Regions from separate parts of the Gossypium hirsutum genome. Here regions 2, 3 and 4 are each linked to region 1. Evidence: chromatin contacts called from public Hi-C data. All regions are on one chromosome and are shown on one strand. The core of a region is the stretch at or near the end of the contact, and the rest is flanking DNA. Distances in the headings are between cores, read along the strand shown. Region 1 holds the start of LOC107949231 (E3 ubiquitin-protein ligase RING1). Region 2 holds the start of LOC107949005 (probable protein arginine N-methyltransferase 6). Region 3 holds the start of LOC107949007 (transmembrane protein 53). Region 4 holds the start of LOC107949011 (50S ribosomal protein L15).

The links. A called contact is a pair of places that touch in the nucleus more often than the background predicts.
Region 2: a Hi-C map of leaf shows a contact between it and region 1, with 1.5 times the contacts expected there. The contact joins the promoter of LOC107949005 here to the promoter of LOC107949231 in region 1. A contact is called at or near these places in 4 of 34 Hi-C or Micro-C datasets (anther and leaf).
Region 3: a contact with region 1 is called in a Hi-C map of leaf, with 4 times the contacts expected there. The contact joins the promoter of LOC107949007 here to the promoter of LOC107949231 in region 1. A contact is called at or near these places in 12 of 34 Hi-C or Micro-C datasets (anther, callus, fibers and 1 more).
Region 4: a Hi-C map of hypocotyl shows a contact between it and region 1, with 3 times the contacts expected there. The contact joins the promoter of LOC107949011 here to the promoter of LOC107949231 in region 1. A contact is called at or near these places in 5 of 34 Hi-C or Micro-C datasets (fibers, hypocotyl, leaf and 1 more).

What each region holds. Positions count from the first base shown.
Region 1 is chrA04:83,170,265-83,173,488 of Gossypium_hirsutum_v2.1, reverse strand. LOC107949231 (E3 ubiquitin-protein ligase RING1) reads right to left here and starts at 1,583. Exons shown (of 2, transcript XM_016883977.2): 1 at 433-1,583. The coding sequence starts at 1,454. The coding sequence ends at 438.
Region 2 is chrA04:83,585,719-83,588,942 of Gossypium_hirsutum_v2.1, reverse strand. LOC107949005 (probable protein arginine N-methyltransferase 6) reads right to left here and starts at 1,432. Exons shown (of 14, transcript XM_016883701.2): 1 at 970-1,432; 2 at 423-488; 3 at 77-145. The coding sequence starts at 1,242.
Region 3 is chrA04:83,565,933-83,569,156 of Gossypium_hirsutum_v2.1, reverse strand. LOC107949007 (transmembrane protein 53) reads right to left here and starts at 1,626. Exons shown (of 6, transcript XM_016883703.2): 1 at 1,471-1,626; 2 at 573-684; 3 at 1-384. The coding sequence starts at 235.
Region 4 is chrA04:83,541,378-83,544,601 of Gossypium_hirsutum_v2.1, reverse strand. It overlaps LOC107949011 (50S ribosomal protein L15), which reads right to left and starts at 1,605. Exons shown (of 4, transcript XM_016883706.2): 1 at 1,076-1,605. The coding sequence starts at 1,468.

The DNA of each region.
Region 1 (3,224 bases), core at 334-2,833:
AAATAGCCTATCAGACATTACATTTGACAGTCAGTGACTTCCAAGAAAAGAATGCATCTATTCGTCTTTGACTAATTACTTCCTATAAAATTCACACAATTGCATGTTTCATTTGTTGATCAAATGCTGCAAGATCCTAAGGCAATAAAAGAGCTTCATAACATGCATGAAAATTCGATAATTTGTCATGCTTAGCAGGCCTTCTCATTTTCTTCTCCAGATTCCTCATGACCTTGGAATACCCAAAACTCGGATGAAAAGCTTCACTATATTAGCTCGTAAATTCATTTGATCATCATTCAACACTAAATTTGATTCGCAATAAATTGAACTAAAATCCCAACTTTTAGAAACACCAAAATTATCAAGATCGCACTAGAAAAAAGGGTATCATAATGCATACAATTGTTAAAACGGAATAAAGATACTCACAATTCTCAATCCAAATCTTCTTGCCTCGTCTCTGCATTATCACCTGGTGCAGGACCAGGTCCCCGAGCCTGAAACGGCCAAGGCAGCGATATCCTAAAACTCCTCTCGACAGTCCGATTATCCCCATCAGACCTCTGCCCACTATTATCACCGTCATTACCTCCACTGGTCCCTTGTGCCCCGCGAACCCTCCTCTCATAATCAGGATCATCAGTAGGCAGCTCGTGACGACACACGGGGCACGAATTATGCAATTCCAGCCACGGCAATAAGCAATCCTTATGATAAAGATGCTTACAGGGCATCTGCTTGGCTTCAGTCCCTTCCTCGAAATCGTCCATGCAAACTGCACACTGGTTGAACTCCGAATTCAAGTTACTCTTCGTTATATTCACCAAAGGCAGCGCTTCAATGGCTGATTTAGATGCGGGTGGGGTCCCATACCGGTTAGGGTCGTTTTCGGCCAGCTGCTGGATCAATTGCTCAAGGCCCGGCCCGATGAAATAATCCCCGATGTTCGCCGGAAGCCGAAAGCCCTGGTCGGACGGATTGTTCTGGATCACGAACTCGATCTGCGCCCCGCTTGAACGCAGATCGTTGAGATGATTCTGGATGAAGGTAAACGGATCGAAAGCGAACGGGTCGCCTCGACCTGAGCGGGTCGGCCCAGATAGGCTAGGGTTATTAGGGTCAATAGAAGCAGAGGATGAGGTAGTTGTGGATGAAGAGGACGGAAAAAGGAGCGGAAGGAGGGAAGCGAACGGATCCGATAACGTCAAGAAAGGGTCATGGAACGGGATTGAGTTCGGATTCGGGTTTAGGAAACCGGAGCCTTGATTAGGGTTTGGGTTGTCGTATTCTTCGAGGAAACCCTCGTTGCAAATGGGACAAGTCGGATCAGAAGAGGGAGGGGATATTGTTATGTTAACGGTACGGTTGCATTGGTAACAAAAGAAAGGCTTATTGGTTACGCCGACGGTGTTAGCGCCGCCGCCGCCGGTGACGTTCCCGTCGGACGACATGTTTCACCTTTTAGAATTGTTTTGGACGGAAAAGCCAGAGAGGAAAATGATATGTGTATTGAAGGTGGTCTTTTAGGGAGATCAATTTTCTCTTTTTAGAGGCTTCTAGAAGCTATACCAAGTTTAATTAATTACTTTTTAAATAATTAGAGGGTATTTGATGGTCACTATTCACTACTACAATCTAATTTCTTAGCCAACAAATTTTTGAATTGTGCCCACCCTCAAAATATTTTAATTAAATTTTTACTTATCCCATTATTAATTTGTATATTAAATATTCGATTAAATTTTAATTTAATTGACATTATTACTTATCTTAATATATAAAAATATACGAATTTAAAAACATCTATTATCTTTCAATTTAAAGGTCATGAACGAATTATAATTTATTTAAGTATTGTCATAAAAAATAGAGACTCAACATTTAGCCAATTGGTTAAAGTTGTAAGCTCTATAATTATATTCTGAGATGGAATTTAGGAATTGCTTGTTAGTGGTGTGCGTGATAAAAATGTTTTGCTCTAATCAATGATGTATGAATTGCACCAAAAAAATACGAAAATATAATTACTATATGGACAACTTGAATCTAATATATTAAAAATCGTTTGCTAGTGGTGCAAGTAGTAAAAGTGATTTACTCCTACCATTAACGTGTGAGTTGTAAAAAAAAATAATCACATAAGTGTGATTAGTCCCAGATAATAAATGTAATCAATTAATCTTCTAAAGATAGTTAATGGTTATAAAGTCTTTTCATGGTTGATAACTAGAGAAACTAGCTTAAGGTCATGCCAATGCCGGGCTCAACCACCTAAAATCGTTAGGTGGGTCGACAATGTTAGGTCTTGCTTACTAGACTAATGAAACCACCCATACCCGTATAACCATTGCAAATACATGCTCCAAAAATACAAATAAGTTGACCTTAAAAACGACAAAGAAATTAAGCATAAACACCGCATAGGGGAAGTTACAAGAACCTTAACCTAAGACAACTTTTAAGCAATACAAGTAGCTATCGTTGTTATACTTTAAACGTTGGATCGACTGACCACTAACTCTAATCAGCCATCAACCCATCAAACAAACAGGCTACATGATTATTGCTTCAGTCAAGGTCTTGCTCCTACCCCTGAATGAATCAATCAAATTTCAGCACAAATCTTTCCTTTGAGGAAGTCCCACCTTCCTCAACCCCCTCGGTCCTTCTTTCTTATTCTTGTAGTGGTAGCTCGATTAGCTTCATTCCATCACCTCCTCTCAAACAACTTAACTAATGTTTCATGAGTTCAATTTCCTTGGGCATAGCCCATCAAATGTGTTCCTTCTCTACCTTTTCTAGAATCTCTTTTGATTTGTAGCAATATCTTGACTCATTTCCTCCTACCCAACTCTAAGATTTTCACTAGACCCGATCCGAAGTCCAAAGGTCCGCTTGAATGGTAAAAAGGTTGGCCAAAAATGCAAGTTCAAAAAATCGGTTTAGGCAAAAAATAATGCATGTTTTTAAACGAGTCAAGTTTCAGATAAAATTTTTTTATTTTTGACTTGGCCTGACCTGAATCTATTGTTTTGTTGTTGTTTTGTTACTATTTTGTTGTTATATTGCTATATTTTCTTATTATTATTTGAATATTATATAAATCTTATTTTATTATTAATTTTGCTGTTATTTTAGAGGCATTTTCTTGTTAAGTTGCAACTATCTTATTTTTTTAATATATTTTCAATTTATTAAAAAATATTTATTTTAATATTTTT
Region 2 (3,224 bases), core at 183-2,682, 420 kb before region 1:
CAAATAAATGTTCAGCTATACTACTATTATAAGCATGTAAATTATCAAGTGTACAAATAATGCCAAGACATATTACCCGTTTTGCACCAGCTTGAGCACAAAATATTGAAAGAATGCCTGTGCCACATCCAACATCCATTACAACCTGTAAGCATGATCACAAGCAATAGTGAGGAAGAAGAATGAACTAGCTAAACGTTCTTTGGACTTCTGAACACGGTTCTTAAACTGACTAGGGCCTTTGAGATCCAAATACTTCATATCAATGTTCCTATAATAGACAAATGCATTTCATCCGGGTAACTGGATGAAATGGGAATCACAATGTAACCAATTACGGTAAAACACACACAATAACAGAAGTATCCTAATGTTATAGATCATAAATAATTTTATAACTGAAATAACCACAATGGTATTACTTTGCCTTCAATAAAACTCTGGTGTTGCATGATTGCAGCCCTGTAAATGTCAGTTCGAACTCGATCCTGTATGTTTCAGAGAAAAGGTATGATCAGCGAATTGTCATATATTTTATTATATGTACAAAAAGGCAAAAGGTGATCCTAATATGCAACTGATAGTCAAAAACAGGCTCACAACTTTGTCAAAAGTATACATCACTTCAAAAACATAAAACCCTTAAGCAACAAATCATAATTTAAAGAACTCGAAATTTGAAAGAGCTCAAGTCAAGAAATATCCAATCACCAAATAAAGAAAGCAAACTTGAATTCCTATGTTAAAGCACTCACTCAGAGTCACCACCTTGGCAACCCCTACCTCACATTGTGACAAACCATAAAAATTTCTTCAAATACACTTAAAACCTCCAAACAAAAACAAAAACCAAATGAGCTAAAAGTAAAAGAAAACTCACCCAAGTTCCCGAATATTGAGAAGAACAAAGTAAACCCAGTAAAGAACAAATGGTAGCAAGCGAAATAACAAAAAAAAGGAGGAAAATACCTTGATCATTTCTTCATGGATACCAACGTGAGCATAAGAGTGAAAGTAGGCCATGTCGAAGTCCGTGCAAGGCGGAGGTGCTTTCTGCTCTTGCTTGTCATCGTCGTCATCGTTATTGTAGTGATGGTGATGGTGGTCGGAAACCCTAAAGCCGGGACGGTGGCGTGATCTACGGCCTCCCCTCCTCCGTCGACCTCCGCCTCGCTTCTCTTCCGAACTGTGCTGCTGTTGATTTTGGTGGTAGCCATTACTGTAACCTGTGATTCCATACATTTTTTTGTTCTTCCTTTCCTTCTTTTATTTTATGGGGTGGGTAAGATAATCAGCAATTCACCGGCAATGCTTTGGAGAAGGTGAACAACGGCAGCGGTTTTGTTGGGATTTTTTGTCGAAAAAAACCCAAACAGAGCAGCAGATTGCTTTTTTACTGTTTATTTGACAGACCAAATCAAATGAAATAAGGGTTTAGGATTAAAGTTAACCTGGATTATGTTTGAATTGAAAATTAAGGTAAATTACATCATTAGTCACTCAACTATGGGTAATTTTCCTTTTTGGTCATTAACTAAAAAAAGTTATAATTTCGTCACTAACTTTTCCAAATTGTTTTTGGTAAACTACACCTAAGGTCACTGAACTTTTAGTAAGTTTATATATTGGTCTCTAAACTTAAAAAATTTATAAAATGATCACTAAAATATTTGAAAGTTTACGTTTAAGTCACTGGACTATTAAAACTACTCTTGTATGACCTTTTTGTTCATATTGCTTACACTAATCAAAAGCTCTCGTTCCTCTTCTCTTTTATAATTCAACTTTTTATGAAACAATTTTGAACGTCATAAATCTGTAAACCAATATTCAAATAGCTTTCTTCTCCAATCATTGACACTGACCATCAGATTGATTTGGATCTAAAATATGTTATACTCGTTGATAAATATTGTTCCACTGTACCGATTGTTAAATTATTGCTTGGAGCTTATTAGTCAGTTTTTTTTTAAATTAACAACTTGGTGACTTACATAAAAACTTTTGAATAGTTTGGTGACTTAAATGAAAGTTTTCGAATACTTCAATGACTATTTTATAATTTTTTAAAGTTAAGTGACCAAAATATAAATTTATTAAAAGTTTAGTGACCTTGGATGTAGTTTACCCATTGTTTTTTATCAAGTGGCACTTTTTTAGTTGGTATAATAACATTTTAATCCTCAAAATTTGTTTTATTGTCAATTTAACCCTAATTCTATATAAAATTTATTAAAAATCAATTTTTTTAATTCTATTTAAAAAATTTAGAAAAACAAATAAAATATTGAAATTGTTTCGTTGAAGAACTTATATGTATAAGAAATAAAGAAATTATCATTCAATATAATCCAATAACAAATTAAAAACAGAACAAAAAACGGTTATCTCATTACACGCTTTCTCAATGTTTTTCGAAACCAAATTAGTAATATCTTCAATTAAAATCCTATGTCATTGAAAAACATCTTAAACTATTGATAATAGAAAAGAGAGGATCTTGAATACTATTCGAAATTAAGAACTACGCGGTGAGCTATTAAATGGCTGGAAAAGGCCCGGGCCCACTTACAGAAAGTAGAAATGGAGGCAGATCAGTTTCGAGTGAATGGATACTCTGAGATTGAACGAGAAAAATTGAATGTTATAGAGGCTTGTGAAATCAACTATGATACCAAATTTTAGCAAAAAAAAAACAAAATATATTATAATATTTTATTTTTCAGACTCAATTCAAATTTTCAATTCATTTAAATTATTTTCGAAAATTATTAGTCAAAAACAAATTATATTATGAATTTTTTATTCTCTTATAACAAAAAAGCCATGTCAAGAAAGGAAAGAATTAAAAAACAGAGAACCAATAACTTTGCTTAATGTTTTTATTTTTTTTCCTATATTTTTTAAAGAACAGGGGTTTAAAAACAATCTTCCCTTATTTTTTCTCACCCTATTTATTTTCAAAAATTTTATTTACTTTGATTTTTTATTTTAAGTATTAGAATTCTCTAATTAAAACAAAACAATTTTTATCATTATATATATAATTAAGGTTAAATTGACAAAGTATAAAAATTGAGGATTAAATTTGTTATTATACTAATTAAAAAAGTGCCACTTAATTGTATGGATAAAATAGTAAAGTTTAATGACAAATTTTATATGTTTTGTCAAAACGACCGTAATTGTATTTTTGAACATTTTTTTTGCCATAAACCTTTATT
Region 3 (3,224 bases), core at 377-2,876, 400 kb before region 1:
GCACTCGGATTCTAGTAACAAAAGAGAAGTTTGCAAGCTTAGAAGCTGATATATGATCCACAAATGAGGACTTGGGCTCCGGTAAGGAACTAGATATTGAAGTTCGAATTTGTTCAGAGGTTGAACAAGTATCCCACGATGGAAGCTTAACACTAAAATCGGCAGAGACCGAAGCCACGGCCAACGCAGCAGCGGCTGCTAGAGGACGTTGAATGATTCCTGACAAGGAACCCATATTGAAAACCCAAAAGACAAACTACCATACCAATATGAACCAGCCCACAAACAAACATTAAAAACCCAATCCAAAACTCATAAAAAAACTCAACATGATCAATACCCAGAAAGCCAAAACACAAAAGAAAAAACAAAAACAAGGATCACCTGCGAAAATAAAGAGAACCCATTTATGACCCCAAGAAATTGAATCAAATAGATAAATAAGAAACGTGAAAAATAAAAAAAGCAAGAAAATGTTGTCAAGAAGCAAATAAGCAAAAGCCAAGGTTGGCACTTGTCAAAGCAATGGCATATTCGATGGCTATTGCTGTATATTCTTTTCCTATTCTTACCTTGTGTAAATTAAAAAGGGGTTTGACAAAAAATCGGGCTGTCAAAGAATGGACATTGACAGCCCGAACAATATCAAACACCGACCAAAGAACCCTCCTTTGTAGTCTCCTACTGCAAGAAAAGGAAACTTTTTTCATTCAACCAAAAAAAAAAAAAGAAGGCCACAAAACATGAAAGTCGTTATAATAATTAATTGTTATATAATTTAAAAAAAAAAACAGCGCGTGCTTGGGGTGTTTTGCAGAATCAGCCTGCTCAAAAATATTTCCACTAATTGAATGCCACGTGCCTTTTGTTCAACCCTGCACGACAGGGATTGATAATGTATTGAATGACCCTTTTGCCCTGTTGGTTCCCCTTTTTTTGGACCCTTAAAAGGATAGGGAAAGAGATTTCAATATAGAAAAGTTAGGTTAGGGGTAATATAGGAAAATCAAATTAAATAAACGCAGTGACCTAAAGGAAAGAATCTTGGATCATTGGATGTAACGTGACGCGGTCAAAATTACAACTAACAAAAAATAAGAAAAGGGAAGACCTGTAAAAGTGAAAAAACGGCAACCGAGTCAACTCGGCCACAACTCAGTTACCGCCAAGAACACGAATAACCGTATTAGTCGCTCATTATTCAATGATTTTAAAAAAGAAAAGTCCAAAGGGTTTTTCAAATTGCCAGACGAATTCACAAAAAACAAACAAACAAACAAAAAAATGAAACGATGGAAATCGAAACGCGAAGAGAGAAAAGGTTTACGATGATTGAGAAATTAAATGCAACCCTAAATCATGAAAAAAGAAATGCAGGCCATGGAAAATACTATACAGATTTGGATTAAGATGAGGCTTTCAAGAAGAAGACAAGAGAGAGAGAGAGAGAGAGAAGGATAAAGAAGTCACCTGAAACTCTTAAAGGGTTGAAGATGGTAAAGGCGATTTTAGATTGCTTGGTATTTAAACTTATTTGAATCAAATGAAGAGAAGATTTTTGCGGTTTGGGTTTCGATTTTCGTGACGGAAATAATGCGCCCCCTCTCTCTGTAATTTTTGTTGTTTTTCTTTTTCCTTTTTTTTCCCCATAATTTCTACGCTCTCAATTAAAAAGATAATTGATGCAAATTTTGGAATATATTAAATAAAAATTATATTAAAAATGGGGTAAATTATTAAAATAGTCACTTTTATTTTTTTAGATTACATTTTAATTACTTATGTTTAAATGTTACGTTATCATATTATAACATTTTAATCATTCAACGTTAATTGTTGTTAATGGTGTAACAGTAAACTAACATGGCATGTTAAATTATCATATCAAATGAAAATTTTATGTTAAATTATACAATTGGTCCCTATATTTTTTTTGTTTTGAGAAATTTATTTTTTTCTTTTACGTTAAAAGAGATGGAGAAGGGAGGAAAGTAAAAGCGAATTGAAAAGAAAAAGGAAAAGTTAAAAGAACATAAAAAAAAGTGTTCTAAAACAAAAAAATATGGGGGCCAATTATATGATTTAATTTAAATTTTTTGTTTGAAATGATGATTTAATGTGTCACGTCATCTTACCATTACACTGTTAACGGCAATTAACGATTTAGTGACTAAAATGTTACAACACGTTAACAGAAGTGATTAAAACATAACATTTCAAACATAAGTGACTAAAATGTAACTTAAGGGGAACAAAAGTGACTATTTTGATAGTTTACCCTTAAAAATATATTCTTATATCTTTTCAATCTTTTTCAATTTTAAAATTGAGAAAATTTAACCCTTAGAACTTCAGAATAATTAATCATTATCAGCTTTAAAAGTGAGCAATTAAAGGATAATCAATCACAACATTGTCAATTATACATAATTTTGATTGATATAAGAACAAATTTAACCTCAATATTTACACGTTTACACAAATATTGGAAGCTAAACTTATTACATCAAGACAAAATTATTAGAATATGTAAATTTAAGGGCTAAATTTATTATTATACAAATCAAAATTATGCACAATTGACAAAAAGACATTAATGTTGTGATTAATTGTCCTTAGATGTTCACTTTCGAAATTGACAAAGATTAAATTTTTCTAATTTTTCTTTTTTTGAGAATGACCAATTAATTAATATAAAAATTGAGAAGGATGGGAGAAGGCCTTTTACCTATATTTTAATTGAAGAAAATTCACATGATTGAAAAAAATCTACTCACTTAAAATTACTTGTAAAATATTAAAAAAAATTGGTGTAATAAATTAAATTTATTATTAGGACTGTAATAGTCTTGATGTTTTCTTTATTAAAAAAAGAAAAAGTATCTAATTATTGGTAAATGAAATTTATACCATTTTCTTTATATTTGATTAATATTCATATTCCCTGTATTACAACATATTCATACATGAAATTATCGAGAAAGAAGGGAAAAAAAGGCTAAGGTTCCTGATTTATAAACTACAATACATTTGATCTGATTTATTAACTACTGTACATTTAATTGGATTATTCGTTTAAATTTAAAAGGCGGAAGAATTTAAATAAAAAGATAGATCTGAAAAATTAGCTTGGACAAAAAATAATACTCTTTTTCTAGAGAGGTTAGGATTCGAACAAGATTTTTTGGCTTAGACCCGATCTAAATTTGCTTAATTTTTCACTA
Region 4 (3,224 bases), core at 356-2,855, 370 kb before region 1:
AATTCTCAATGCCAAAAAAGTACAGAACGGAAATTCTAACTTATTTATTCCTTTAAAAAGTAGTGTTAAAGTAGCTAAACAAGATAGAAACCTCAATGGACTAAAAGAAATGGAATATGAACATCACCACGGAAAAGCAGACTACAAGCATTCAAGATAATCAATACATAAATTTCCATCTCACATGATACCATATTGGAGATATCAACTGGCAACAGTACAATAGCACATTTCCCTTTAGAACTTCAAATATGTTGGACCTCTATATATGAGTTTGCACAAAGGATTAAAAAAGAAAAGAAAACTTTTTTAAAAGTGACAAATAACCCAAAGAAACATCAGCTGTAAGATGGTTATAGGAGAATCAAAATACATATCCCAATATCCAGCAGCAATGATAGATCAAACCTCAAAATGTGAAAACTATGAGAAAATGATTCTCCTTCCTTTCTAACTTATGAGTAAAATAAGCTCAACATGCAATCGCATTGAGGTGCGGATTGATAAAGTGTGTAGAAATCCTGGTCTAGCTGATTCATTTTCATCTTTTGGCCAAGTAGAAAAGTGTAGCAAGGAACAACCATGATAATGTGCCATGTTTTCTACTCTTAATTCATTCCCCCAAAGGAGAAAGCAAGAACTAGCATTTCACTCATAAATGCACTAGTTACCAACCAATTAGCAAACTTCAACATTTACATACAATTCCCTTTCTTCAAATAAACATAATACACAAGTCAAGAGAAACACTGTAGCAAGGAACAACCATAATAATGCGCATGTTTTCTACTCTTAATACTTTCTCCCCACAAAAATGGACTACGGCAAGAACTTGCATTTCACTTACAAATTCACTAGTTACCATCCATATAGGAAATTCCAACATTTACATATATACATGTATATTTGAAATTGCATATTTTCAGTATCAAATAAACATAATACATAAGCCATGAGAAAGGAGACATTAATTCAACATATAATTCATATAAAGGCAACGAAAGAAAACTTCTAGAAAGAAAAGTATCCCTTCAGATTTACAAAATATCTAAGAAAAAATAAAGAAAAATGGTACCTGAAAAGTGAGGCTGAAAGGGTTCTTAAAGCCGCGTTTAGGCAAACGCCGCCGCATAGGGGTCTGCCCTCCTTCAAATCCCAACTTGCCATTACCTCTAGCTTTCTGTCCTTTATGTCCTCTCCCAGCCGTTTTTCCTTTACCAGACCCAATCCCTCTCCCTTTCCTCGTCTTCTGTTTTCTGGGAACATTGTCTCTCAGATCATTCAAGCTCAAAAGACTATAAGACCTAATACCCTGAAACCATAATGACCCATTTTTGCTAATGGGGTTGGAACATTGGAGAGATTGCAGGGAATGGAAATGGTGGAGTGGTGATGGGCTGCAGATGGGTTTGGTCTTGAGGAAATGAGAAGAAACTGAGGATATTGAAGGGAGTATTCTTCTAATCATTGCAAAAAATGTTAGGGTTTCGGGGCTTTCAATCGAATTGGGAAATTTTGATCATGTGTTACGGTTGTGATCTAGGGTTTCGTTTCATAAAAAAGTGACCTAGCTTGTGGGAAATTTTGATTTAAAGGGTAAACTACAACACAGGTCAGCCAACTATTGTCCTTTTCCTTTTTGGTCACCCAATTACCAATTTTTTAATTTGGTCACCCAACTATTACCCCTTTTCTCTTTTGGTCACCTAACTATCAATTTATTAAATTTGGTCACTCAACTAATCGAGATTGTTCTCTTTTGTCCATTTCCGTTAAGTGCGATTGACAGGAGAGTAACATGGCAATTGAAAAATCGATATAAGAATAAATTTATCCCTCAATTTTTGCATTTTATGTCAATTTAGTCATAATTTTAAAAAATTAACCTTCAAAATTTATAAATAATCTCAATTTGATCCTCAAAACTTACCTTCCTCTTTCGCTTCCCCCACACCACTACCATCCACCTCCTCCTCCAAGTGGGGCAACTAATTATGAAGATGACCATGCTTTATAATAAATAAAGAAAATTGGAAAAAGGTTGTTTCTTACAACTGGGCAATAAATTAACAATCAATTGCAATCTTCTAATTGCTGAGATATTAATATTGTTATTAATTTATTGTTTATGCAACTCTGTCCCCAAATGGGGCGAGGCTCCACCAAACTCTGTATAAACCAAACAGGAGAAAGGTGAAACTAGAGGTGGAGGCAACAATGATAGTGGCGGTGGGACAAATCGAAAAAGAAAGGCAAATTTTGAGGATCAAATTGAAATTATTTATAAATTTTTAGGATTATTTTAAAAATTATGATTAATTTAATATAATATATAAAAATTAAGGGTTAAATATATCAATTTTTTAACAGCCAATTCATCCACCCATCAACGGCACTTAATAGAAAGGGACCAACAGAAATCTCAATTAGTTAGATGAACAAATAAAATAAGTTGATAGTTGAGCGAAAAAAAATTAGGTGACTGGTGGTGTAGTTTACTGTTGTTTAAATTAGTGATGTCACTGTGTTAGAAGAAGAGAAGCTTTGGGATTTTAGGGTTACTGAAAACGACAACTGTTTTATCTTTGGAAAAACTGTGGGTAAATTTTATAAATAGTGATTCAACTATTAGTTTATTTCCATTAAATCTCAAATGGAATGTTGATTTGATTTTTTTTTATTGGTATAATAATAAAATTATCCCTCCAATATTTAGAGATTTTATAAATTTAATCTTAATTATTAAAAAAGTTAATAAATGCAACCAGTAACTTTACACATCCTATCAATTTAATATTGATTTTTAGAAATTAAATTTTTTAATAAACTTTAAAAACAGAAACTATATTTAATTTTTTTAAATAAAATACATATAAAGTTATAAAAATATTTATAAATAAATAACTAATTTTCTCATTTTCTAAAATGACATTTATTTATTAAAATAATAATTTTATAAATAAAACAAATTAAGGAAATAAACCATGAAGAAAACTTAAGCAACTTTTTTTCTTTTTTTCAACATTAATGACCAACATATTCATGTTGGGTCAAAAACTATAGCATGAGGTTGAAAAGGATAAGAATCGAAGTCTTTAGTTTGTTGCCTAGAGAGTATGTTGAGTTTGAGGATGCGGCATAATTGGGGATATATAAGCGAGGATGAAGTTTTAGAGGCCAAGTAGGTGGAAGGCTATGTTGACAACTCCACAACTAATTCCTAA